Regions from separate parts of the Mus musculus genome. Here region 2 is linked to region 1. The links are chromatin contacts, called in public ChIA-PET maps. All regions are on one chromosome and are shown on one strand. The core of a region is the stretch at or near the end of the contact, and the rest is flanking DNA. Distances in the headings are between cores, read along the strand shown.

Region 1 (5,777 bases), core at 2,135-4,634:
TTCCACGGGCTGAGCTAATCCTATTTTCACCAAAGATCCAGACCTCATTTATTGGCACCTTGCTTTCCTCAAAAATAGAAATATGCCCTCTCCCAACTTCCTTCACTGCTACCTCTTGAAAACTAAACATCTGAAAAGAAATGCAGTCTCCTGAGCACTGATATATTTTACACAAGGGTCTTTTGAAGCTAAATGCAGCTTACAATACGCACAGCATATTCAGAATTGAAATCCAGCTTTCCAACTCCTCCTGCAAATGTCTGATCATTTGTGACACTCTCATCTCATTTTTAAAAACCTTTTACTGTGGGAAATTTCAAGTATGGAGAAATGAAAGGCTAGCCCCCAGCTATTAGCTTCTCCAAGCCTCAGCATCCCGCCATTGTACTGCTGGATCCCTCCTCCCAACATCTTGTTTACTATTTGTTATGGAGTTTGAAAGCTGATTTCACACACCAAGTCATTTCACTCATGAATGCTTATTGCTGTCAGGGCTCTTCCTTTGAAGAAAAACATGATACCATTATCACTGCTGAAAAAATAAATAGCAATTCTTAATATTACCTAATACCCAATCTCACTTCAATGCTTTTTCTTTTCACAGTGGTTCTGTTCAAGCGAGGATCCAAATATGACCACATACTGTGTGTTCTTGATTGGTCTCTTAGGTCTTTTTATATGTGCCACAGAGCCCTCTCATTTCCCATTCATTCATCCCTGGTATACATTTAAATACATTTAAATGCTAACTGGATGAACAGATCTTATCAACAGTCAGCCTCTCCACACTACAAGCAAACCCCAACATTGGAAACCCTCAGGCAGACTCTGAAGTGCCCTGCTCCCCCACTGCGCAACTCCACTTGAAAACTAGAGAAAGAGATGTCCCCTATGGACATTCTCAAGAGAATTCAGATCACTTCAACAAGCCAGTCCCAGAAAATGCCATCTTTTCTGTGCTGCTTTGGCCTGGAGACCCTGAATGATTTGGAAGCAAGGCACCCCCCTCATCATGCCTTCGTCTCGAGATTAGCCAAACTTAATCAAGAATCTTGAAGTAAATCAGACAAGCCTCAGGATCCATTACTGTTATCAGTAATGTAACTCTAACAATATTAATTTTTACCTAGGCCATTCAGGACTTGTCGTTTTAAAAAGGATAACCTGCATCATGCCCACAGGAACCTGACCTACACCAAGAAGCAGCAAGCCCTTTTCAGCAGCTCTCAGCGAGTGGAGTGGGTCATAACCCCTTTGTGGGTCAAACGACCCTTTCCCAAGGTCGCTTGTCAGAAAACCTCCATACCGGATATTCACATGACGATTCACAACAGTAGCAGAAACACAGCTATGAAGTAGCAACAAAACTCATTTTATGGATGGAGGCCTTCACAACAGGGGGAACTGTACTAAAGAGTCACAGCACTAGGAAGGTTGAGAACCCAAAGGCTTAGACAAACTGCCCAAGGAGAGGATAGATAAGATACCACCTCAAGTGCAGGCCCGCCCCAGCTACTGGGCGAAGAGCATTTGTAAGGCAGTGTGCACAGTAAAACAGAGAACAGAGTCAAAAGGAACCAACTTGTTGTCTTCTTTAACATCCATGGCACACCAGATGAGAGACACTGACCGCTCCAATTCTCAGCCTTCTCTAGAAGACAGGCTAATCCCACACACTTCCCAGGGTAGCAGCCAACATTTACTGAGTGTTTACTATGCACAAGGACTCATGTCACCTTCTTTGATGGTTTAATCTTTACAAAATCCCTCATTATGCAGCCCTGGCCCAGCCTGGAACTCACTCTGCAGACCAGGCCGGCCTCGAATCCATAAGACTTAGGAGGTAGGATGCTACTCTGGTGGTTTTGCAGAGGAAACGACCAATGAGGCTCTAAGCGGTATGGTGACCTGCCCCAGATCCCACTGCAACTGGAGTGATCCAGGACTGCACCTGAGGGCTGACTCAAGGGCCAGGCCTCTTCACCACTCACTTTTCTTTTCTCTCCAAGTGTCATGCTACACTAATAGAGTTGACACACACACACTCACACACACACACACTCAGGGATCAAATGTGCTCAACACTGCAATGGTCTACCAAACATTCTCAGTCAACATCAACTCCTGTCAGGGAGTTTCAGGTAGGGAAGGGAAGGGGACAGAAGTAACTCCTAGGGCTGGGACTCAGGAAGCCCCAGTTGACTGTGGTGATTTGTGTCATCTGAGGTGATTTGACCTCAACCACCAGCAAGCCTCCCTGGGTTTTTTTTTTTTTTTTTTCCTGCTCCCCTCTGGCTTGTGAGGGAGATCTAGTTCATCTTTGTAAATTCATAAGCCCAACAAATGGCCCGAGCAAGTAGAGGTAGGCGCTGAAAAACTATATTGGATAGACAAGCCAAAGCTTCGTTTGTCCATTAGCCACAAATTGGAACTTGCACTTCGAAGGTGGCATCTCTCTCAGCTACTGTCTCTTAAAATAATTCCAGAGAAGAAGTGGAGGCTGAGAAGGGTCAAGTGGAAGAGACCCACTCAAAACATGGAAAGCAGTGGGCTCCATGAAGACATGGAGCTGGCCAGGCCCACAAGTAGGGCGTCACTCCCAAGCCCTAACTAGGAACCCAAGGAGGTTCCTCCCAGGTTGGGATTGGCTTTCCCTCTCACAGCTCCTAGCGCAGCCAGAGGAGAAAGTGACAGGAAGACAAAGTTTCCAACAGACCCAAGTCCTAGCCCAGGAGGGAAGGGCACCTGAGAAGAAGCGGGCTCGAGATAGGCTCGACCTGAGGCTCCTGTCCCGTCTAAGTGCACCCCACAGTCCTCTGGGAGGGACCCAAGGAGGGGCGGGGCGCCCCAACTGTTACTTACAGTCCTCTAAGTCATCCTGCAAGTCCACAAAGTACAGAGGGATCTCTGAAAAAAAATCAAAAGACACACAAGGAGCTACACGGGGCTGCGCGGGCGGCGAGTCCCGGGCTCGTGCGGAGGTGGGGTGAGGGGGGCTCTCGGGGAGGGGAAGGGGAGCCGTCGGAGACCCCTGAGCCTAGACCCCACTCACCCGCCATCTTAGGATGTGCCAGAGGGCGGGGCTGGAGGCGGGGGCGAGCCCAGAGGCCACGCCCATCCCTCGCGCTCCGCCCACCAGCCTGGCCTCACTCACCCGCCGCCATCTTGGGACGGGTGGAAGGTGGAGCTAGAGGCGTGGTAGCTTCAAGATTACGCCCCATCCCGCCCCGCCCACTCCTTAGAGAAGATGGGGCTGAGGCGGAGCTGGAGGGTGGGGCGACGCTGAGGCTCCGCCCATTGGTGCTCCGCCCACCCGCCTGTGAGCTGCGAGCCGGCCGCCCCGCCCTCGCGGAGAAGGTGGCTGCCGAAGTGGGCGGGGAGGTCAGGTGACCCAGCTGGCGTCCCAAGATGGCGGCGGCGGTAGCGCCCGGGAGGCCAAGGCGGTGTCCCGGCTGTTGAGGTGACTCCGCCGGACAAGTGACGGGGTCGGCCGGACCGGAGGGCGGCGGCGGACGCACGGCCGCCCGGAGTGCTCGGCCGGGACTTGGCGGTGAGGCGGCGGCGCCGGGGGATGCTGGTGCTGGGCCGGGCCTCTCCCTCCTCAACTTAGGGCGGCGGCGGGCCCGCACCCCTGGTTCCCGGGCCATGGCGCTGAGGGAACTTAAAGTGTGCCTGCTCGGGGTAAGTTGCAGCGGGCGGGGTCCGGAGGGTCGCGGAGGCCGGGCGGGCGGGCCCCGGCACTCCAGGGCCCCTTGCACCCCTTTACGCTCAGCGCGGGACGCAGCCCCCCACAGACCCCTTAGGGCGGCGGGACCAGCAGGCTGTGCCCCACCCAAGGCCCCCAGGTGTCAGGGTGGCCCCCGGCGCCCCGGAGCGACGCCCTCTTTCCATCCCACAGTGAAGTAGCCCACAGGTAGTTTCCTTCCAACTTTGCGAGGGACACCTTTAAAGTTAGACAAGTTTCTGAAAGTTAACCCTCCCCAGCAGGGCTTTGGGTTTTATGCGCACACTTGGCCTCCTTTCAGCAATGTGGGATGGTTTTGAACTTTTGGGACGTCTTTGACACTTCTGCAAGAGTTACTTTCCATTAAAGTTCACTCTTCACTAGAACAGGGAGGAGTTACCAGGACTTTGAAGGTTCAGCTTCCGGTCCTCTCACAGTAGTTTGGCCTTTTCAGAGCCTTCTAATGATCTCCTTCCTGAGTTTCTGTTTTAATGACTGAAAAAAAAAAAATTCCAATAACTACATGGTTTTTGCCCCTTAGCAGGGTGGGGCTAGGGTTCATCCCGATTACTCCGCAACTTGGGAGCGCATAGTTTTACTGGTATATGTTAAAAGGCCAGTGAGTCCAGTCACCTTTCACACAGGACAGGCATTGAAGAGGCCTTTTTACTTTGGGAGGGAGCAGGAGTTCAGTCTTAGAGACTAAACCTAAACCTTGTACATCCTAGGCAAGTCCCGCCACTGAGTTGTGTGTCCCCAGTTTGCTTGCTTCTATTTTTTTAGCAGGATCTCCAGAAGTTGCCCAGGATAGCCTTGAAATCTCAGCCTCAGCAGGCCTTGAACTTGGAACCCTCCTGCCTCTGCCTCCCAGATTTGCTAAGATCGCAGTCCTGTAGCACTAGGCCGTCGTAGGTCTTTCCGGAGGTCCTAGTGTCACTTAAGAACTGCAGAATCCTTCCCCAGTACTTTCAAGATGGTTTCTCACTAGTTGGCCATGACTGGCACTGTGCTCAGTTCTTAGGCTAAGAAATCTGCCTGCTTCTGTCTCCCAGGTACTGGAATGAAAAGCATGCGCTCTGGCCCCGTAATATAGTTACTTCACTGACTTATTACAGAAGCCTGTTGTGTCTCTCCATCTGCAGATGGAAATGCTTTTTCTGCAGTCCTCCACTTTAGGCTACAAAGTAGTCTTGGGTGTCTACAAATAGGTTAGTTTTTCCTCAGTGCCCCATCTTACTCTCTTTCAGGATACGGGTGTGGGTAAATCGAGCATCGTGTGGCGGTTTGTGGAAGACAGTTTTGATCCGAATATCAATCCAACCATAGGGTAAGAGAACAAGTTTATTTACTGTATACGTCTATCCCAGAGTTCGTGGAAAGTCATCGCAAGCAGGAACGTGTGACCGGGTGTAACTCCTGTTGTCCTGAACTTGATGAAATTTTGAATTGCTGGGTCTTGACATTCCCAAAATGATTTGAGAGAATACAGTGAGGTTTACTGTATCCTAGGAGAATATCTTCAGACTTTGGGAATAAGAACTTCAACAATGAAAAAGAATCAGTTGACATAGGAGTTTACAGACCCAGTTACACCTTGAAAGAGAGCAGATGAAAACACGTTCCGATGCAGGTCTTTGGGGGGGCATACCCAGTTTTGGTCCTTGAAAAGAAGTAGAATTGAATTCAAACCCTTTTGAACTGGTGACAGCTTTAAATTAATGAATTAACTTAAAAATGGTCTGGTTTGGGGTTGTTTGGTTGATTAGGCTTTGTTTGGGGGGCTTTTTTGTTTTTTGGGTATCTGGTGTTTTTTTGTTTTTTGTTTGTTTGGTTGGTTTGGTTGGTTGGGGGTTTTTTGGACTGTTGAAGTTGACTAGAGAGTTCTCGAAGACTTCATTATTTTTGATTAGGTGCGCGTGTGTCTGAGTGGAAGTCTGTGAGTGTGAATGTGAGTGCCCACCCTTGAAAGCCAGAAGCGCGGGGTCCGCTGGACGTGGTTATGAACTGCCTGCTGTGGGTGCTAGGAACCAGATGGACCCTCCAGAAGAGCGCT
Region 2 (5,587 bases), core at 1,943-4,442, 110 kb after region 1:
AGACATCTTCAGGCTAGATTCAGAGACTGTGCAGTGGAGCTCTGTAGATGTTCCTTACTTACTTGCCTGTTCCACTGTGGTATACATGAAAACGGCCATGGCTGCCTGGCTCCCCGGAAGCAGCCTTTATGCTGCGTTTAACCAGATTGTCATTTTCTAAGCCAGTGTGTGTTTTAAGTGGCCCGGTTTTTCTCTTTTGAGGGAAGTCTGGTGTGATCGATCCACTTCTTCATGACCCTGAAGGTTCTTTGCAAGGGTCCTACCTTCATGCCTAATGCAGCAGGCTGTGTCCTCATCCCAGTGTGGGTGAGGGGTGACTGAGCCCAGGTTGTCTCCTGGTAACAGGCCTCTTTTAATGTTCTGTCAGCAGATGCGCTCTGAAAGGAGGGACGGTTCACTTAGGGTTTTTATCATCAGTGTCTCTGGTATTTAAATGAAATAAATTAAGTTAATGGGAAGCTCTTTTATAGCCTGTCATGGAAAAAGTACATAATTTGTGCCACAATTTGCAGCGAGCTAGCGCTGACCAACATTTATTCCTCCATGTTCTCATAAAATCTCTGCTGAGACTGGATTTGACAGGAGCTGGTGGCAGCTGAGGAACAGGAACTCGGTGGTGTACGTGAAGGGCTCCATGAGGCGGGGGGTGGGTCCTAGGTGTACCAAGGGTCTGTAGAGTGTCATCTACAGAAAGGACAGCCAGTGCGAGGCAGACAGCTGCTTCTCTTCTTGTTTCTGCAGTGGGGGAGGGGCAAGTCTCCACCTTATACCCAGAGCTTCTTAGAAGAGCACTCCAGAGGCCCTGGTTCCCATTCTGGGCTGAGGTTCTCTGGTTATCCTCACTGGGGCCCTGAACATTGATGTATGTTGACTTAGGAATTGTGACTGGCCACCACTAGGCCTGCCTGTGTGCCCTGCCATCAAGTGTTTCTCTGGGCTCTCCACTATGGGGCTGAGCAGTAGGGTGCTGTAGTCTAGGAATGGGGGTAGTGAGGCTGTAGACCAGGATGCTGTAGGCCCAGGAGTGGGGTGGTGAGGCTGTCGACCATGATGCTGTAGGCCAGGAGTGGGGTGGTGAGGCTGTCGACCATGATGCTGTAGGCCAGGAGTGAGGTGGTGAGGCTGTCGACCATGATGCTGTAGGCCAGGAGTGGGGTGGTGATGGTTGTAGGCAAAGCTGCGGTTTTGAGGTCTTGAGGTATATGCTTACTCAGAGTAGCACAGGGATCATATGCAGTGCTGCCTTCAAAGCTGCCCCTGTGGCTCAGGCATGGGTGCAGATAGTTCCTTTCTCTTTAGGTTGCCTATAGAAAGGGCCCATAGGCACTAGTCCAGTTGATTCCCTCTAGAGAGGGCCAGGAAGGCAGTGTATGTGGCAGCTGTGCTCCTGTGTAGTCTCTAAACTTTTTGTGTTAGGGACAGTTGAAGACCCCAAAGAGTGTAGCAGGTCTTTGTGAGCTGTAGTGATATTTATTATATTAAAATTTTTTAAATGACTAATTTCTTTAAAAATTACAATCCGTCAATTACATGTTAGTAGTAATACTTTTTATGAAAGTAGCTATTCTCAAAGAAATTGGAAGGCTGGCGTTGTTGACAGCTTCTGCAAATCTGACGTCTTAATAGGCTGCTTCTCGTGTCTGCTTCATTCAGTACGCTGCACCGCTGTCGTGGTGGGTGGGTCTCCCAGACAGGAAGTTAACAGCATCTTTAGACAGCTCTGAGGCAGACAAGAAGCATTTTCTTTGTTTTGCTTCTTTTTTTTTTTTTCAATACTAGGGTTGACCCAGGCTTTGCGTGTGCTTTGTAGACCAAGCTGGCCTCAAATTGAGAGCCACCTGCCTCCGCCTCTGCCTCCAGAGTGCGGGATTAAAGGTGTGGGCTACCAACTACAGGCAAATCGGACCCATAGTGTGGGAATGAATGTAAGCCTGGACTCAGCCAGGCAGGAACCCCTCCTAGCCTTTTATCTCCTCCTATCTAGGAAGGAGAAACTTCTCATGGGACAGACTGCAGAAGGCAGGCCTGATATCCTTTGATACACAGTAGCAGGAGCTGTGGGGCAGACCTTTGGGTTTGTGTGTGTGTGTGTGTGTGTGTGTGTGTGTGCGTGCGTGCGTGTGCCTGTGTGTGTGTGTGTGTGTGTGTGCGTGTGTGCGTGCCTGTGTGTGTGTGCGTGCGTGCGTGTGCCTGTGTGTGTGTGTGTGTGCGTGTGTGCGTGCCTGTGTGTGTGTGCGTGTGTGCGTGCCTGTGTGTGTGTGTGTGTGTGTGTGTGCGCGCGTGCCTGTGTGTGTGTGTGTGTGTGTGTGTGCGTGCCTGTGTGTGTGTGCATGCGTGCCTGTGTGTGTGTGTGTGTGTGTGTGTGCGCGCGCGTGCCTGTGTGTGTGTGTGTGTGTGTGCGTGCCTCTGTGTGTGTGTGCGTGCCTATGTGTGTGTGTGCGTGTGTGTGTGTGTGTGTGTGTGCGCACGCGTACGTGTGTGCGTGCCTGTGTGTGTGTGTGTGCGCGCGCGTGCGCGTGTGTGCGTGCCTGTGTGTGTGTGTGTGTGTGTGTGCGCGCGTGCCTGTGTGTGTGTGTGTGTGTGTGCGTGTGTGCGTGCCTGTGTGTGTGCGTGCGTGTGTGCGTGCCTGTGTGTGTGTGTGTGCGTGTGTGCGTGCCTGTGTGTGTGTGTGTGCGTGTGTGCGTGCCTGTGTGTGTGTGTGCGTGTGTGCGTGCCTGTGTGTGTGCGTGCGTGTGTGCGTGCCTGTGTGTGTGTGTGTGCGTGTGTGCGTGCCTGTGTGTGCGTGTGTGCGTGCCTGTGTGTGTGTGTGCGTGTGTGCGTGCCTGTGTGTGTGCGCGCGTGTGCATGCATTTGTGGACTAAGGAAACTGGGTTCTATTTCAGGTTTTTCTGTTTTTTATTTTGCTGTTGTTGTTGTTTTAATCAGAAAAATAGACAGCAGAATAATGCCCTCCTCCCACAGCAGCGCCTGCTTCTTCGGATGGAGTGGGGTAATGGCAGTCTGAAGAGCAGGAGCCTAGGTTCTGGTTGGAGATGCAAGGCCCACACTGACTCTGAGGTGCCCCCTGATTGTGAACTTAGGTTTCAGGGAAGGCCACTAGGGGCAAAGCTTATTAAAGCTGTGCAGCAGAGAGAGTATAGCAGCCCTCCTATAACTGGGCCTGGCTGAGTCATGGGGAAACAGGTCCGAGGAAGTGAATCAGAATACAAGACTCCCTCAGTACAGCGGGGTGCCTTGGGTGAGCTCCCTCTGGGTTCTGGGTGGGGGTAGGGCAGGAGTTGGAATTGCTTTTCCTGCTGTGGCAAATCCAGCTTTTATGCCGTCTCCAGAATTCTATTGGCAAAATCATATTTCAAGCCTTACCTTGATGAGCTGCGTGGGAAATGGGGTGGAGAGAAGTGAAAACCATCCTGAAATGATTTGAGTTATTCTGTTTTCTTTCTCGAAAAGATCATTTGGCAATGTTTCCTTGAGAAAAATAGGACTTTGGTGTTTCTCCCATTTTATGTCTTCAGCGAGAGCTGTGAGATAGGTGAGGGTGGCTCTGTGTGAGCGCACAATCTTTGTATCAGAAATCAGGCACCCAAGTTCCAGACCCACCTACAGCTCAGCTGGCACCTGCTGTGAGGCTGGGACAGGCCCCAGTTTTTCTGGCCTTAACTGCTGACCTGAAAGATGGGGGTTGGGGAAGTTGTACATCTCTGCTGGCCACGGCCTTCCTCAGGGTCCAGATGGGAGAGCTGGGGAGCTGTTTTCCTCCACAGTGTAAGACCTAGCGTGACAAACGACTCCGATAACCACATTGTGACCCTCCTAATGAAATATTTTCTTTCTCAGTGATGTTACAGCCTTTCGATTATGATCCCAATGAGAAAAGTAAACACAAGTTTATGGTTCAGTCTATGTTTGCTCCGCCTGACACTTCTGATATGGAGGCAGTAGTAAGTACGAACACTTCTTCTTCTCTCCAGCCCGCTAGGGCAGCCATGGCGGGTGCTGTTAGGGAGGTGTACACTCAGGCCCCTGTACCACTTTCCCAACTTTGATGAATAGCTTTAACATTTTACATGGCTGTTCTTTTCTGACTCGATGAACTGAACTTGCTTCAATTCTCTGCTCTTGTGGACCTTCTCCTCCCTCTCCTGCACCACAGCGGCGTGCTCTATCCTGAGTGGATGCTTCTGGCCTGTCTCCAGCCCTCATGCCCGGAAGGGTTTGCCTAACATTAAATGCCCCTCCCCTCCCCCCCAGTGATACTGCCCGCTGTTGCTTTCCTCTGCGGAGCGGAAGTAGCTCTGGTCAGCTTTGTTCTTCCCTCTTTACTGAGGACGGAGCTTGGGTCTTGTTCACACTAAGCATCTGCTCTGTCTCTGAACAGGCCCTGCTTCTTTGTTCTTTAATTGCCTTCATTTTTATCCCTCCTTCCTCATGTAAGTACATGTTTAACAGTGTCCCTAATTTTGGTAAAATTAAGATGCCTTCGTTTTTTATAAATAAGCAGGATTTTATGGTATTGATTTTTCCAGAAGAAGGGGCATTAGAACGGCAATTCTCCCCAAAGGTGGCTCTTACCTACTCCAGGAGACAGGACCTGGGGCCAGCACATGCGGCACTGATCCTCAATATCTGGCCAGCCCAGAGATGGCCTATCAGCAGTTGTTCTGTCTCCGAGCTCTATGTGGGGGCCTTCTCCCCCACCGCACAGGCTTTGCTTTGAGCCCGCTGTTCGCATTGGTGCCTACCTTGGGGCAGAAAGAGAAGGTTGAGACAAGTTTTGAGTTGGAGCGAGACCTTGTCATAAGACCGACCCAGGGCATTTCTCTGACCTTTCGTTTCCAGATTTGTGTTGTGTTAGTCTATGTGCTGAAGGGACACATGACAGGCACAGACGGTGGACCGTTGACAGGCCGTGACTTTGGCCTGGCTTCCTCTGTGGTGTAGCTGGAAAGGTGGGGGCTTGGCTGTCCTCGTCTGAAGCTGAGGCCTGCCTTTACCCGTGCTATGCCTGTTTTGAACGGACTTTGTTGATACTTCTTGAGGTTTAGGCCACCTGTGAATTGGGCATAAAAATGCAGCCCACAGGATTTTGAGGAGAGTGTGCCCACGTCTGACATGTCACCCACGTAATTAGGGCTGGGCGCTGAAGGCTGATAAAGGGACTTTTATTTCTCGGTGGGTTGTTCTTGAATAACTATTTTTAAGTGTTCGGGCAGCACATTTTGGAGGGCGCTGTGGACACACCCCACTGAGTAAAACTGAGTTGGACGCAGGTGGCTGTTGATTCTCCCACACCAGGCCCTGCTGTTTGGAGAGCCTGTGTTACTCTTAAGCTGACACCATGCAGGCAACCAAGAGCAGTGCCCTATTGTTCCTGCCTCGATATCCTGTGTGTGAACATTTGCTGCCTTAGCTGTCATAGGCTTTCTTGTGCTAGCTGCCTACAGAGGACGGCTGCTGACTATCCCTGAGCCCTGTAGAACACGGACACTGTTTACTATGTAGTACAATATGCAGTCAGTACAGTGAACTGGAGCTATCAGTAGCTGAAAGGGCTCACCCATCCAGTGCTCTCTGAGTACTCCAGAGT

What was found. ChIA-PET counts read pairs in DNA pulled down with a chosen protein or histone mark.
Region 2: an RNA polymerase II ChIA-PET map of memory CD8 T cells shows a contact between it and region 1, with 37 read pairs. The contact joins the enhancer-like site here to the promoter of Rab22a in region 1. A contact is called at or near these places in 3 of 484 Hi-C or Micro-C datasets (embryonic stem cells, nephron progenitors and uterus), 3 of 115 datasets of contacts at active chromatin or transcription factors (bone marrow-derived macrophages, embryonic midbrain and memory CD8 T cells) and 3 of 9 other capture datasets (adipose tissue, liver and pancreatic islet).

The regions. Positions count from the first base shown.
Region 1 is chr2:173,656,461-173,662,237 of GRCm38.p6, forward strand. Rab22a (RAB22A, member RAS oncogene family) reads left to right here and starts at 3,385. Exons shown (of 7, transcript NM_024436.3): 1 at 3,385-3,681; 2 at 4,972-5,051. The coding sequence starts at 3,646. It also overlaps the pseudogene Ppp4r1l-ps.
Region 2 is chr2:173,767,684-173,773,270 of GRCm38.p6, forward strand. Vapb (vesicle-associated membrane protein, associated protein B and C) reads left to right here. Exons shown (of 6, transcript NM_019806.5): 3 at 3,838-3,941. Among named protein-coding and RNA genes, the nearest start is that of Vapb, 33 kb to the left of the region's middle. Within about 2 kb of position 3,193, at least 80 of the 459 cell types and tissues checked have an H3K27ac peak or open chromatin away from gene starts, as enhancers often do. A contact at or near this core is called in bone marrow-derived macrophages, embryonic stem cells and memory CD8 T cells, where this site is marked.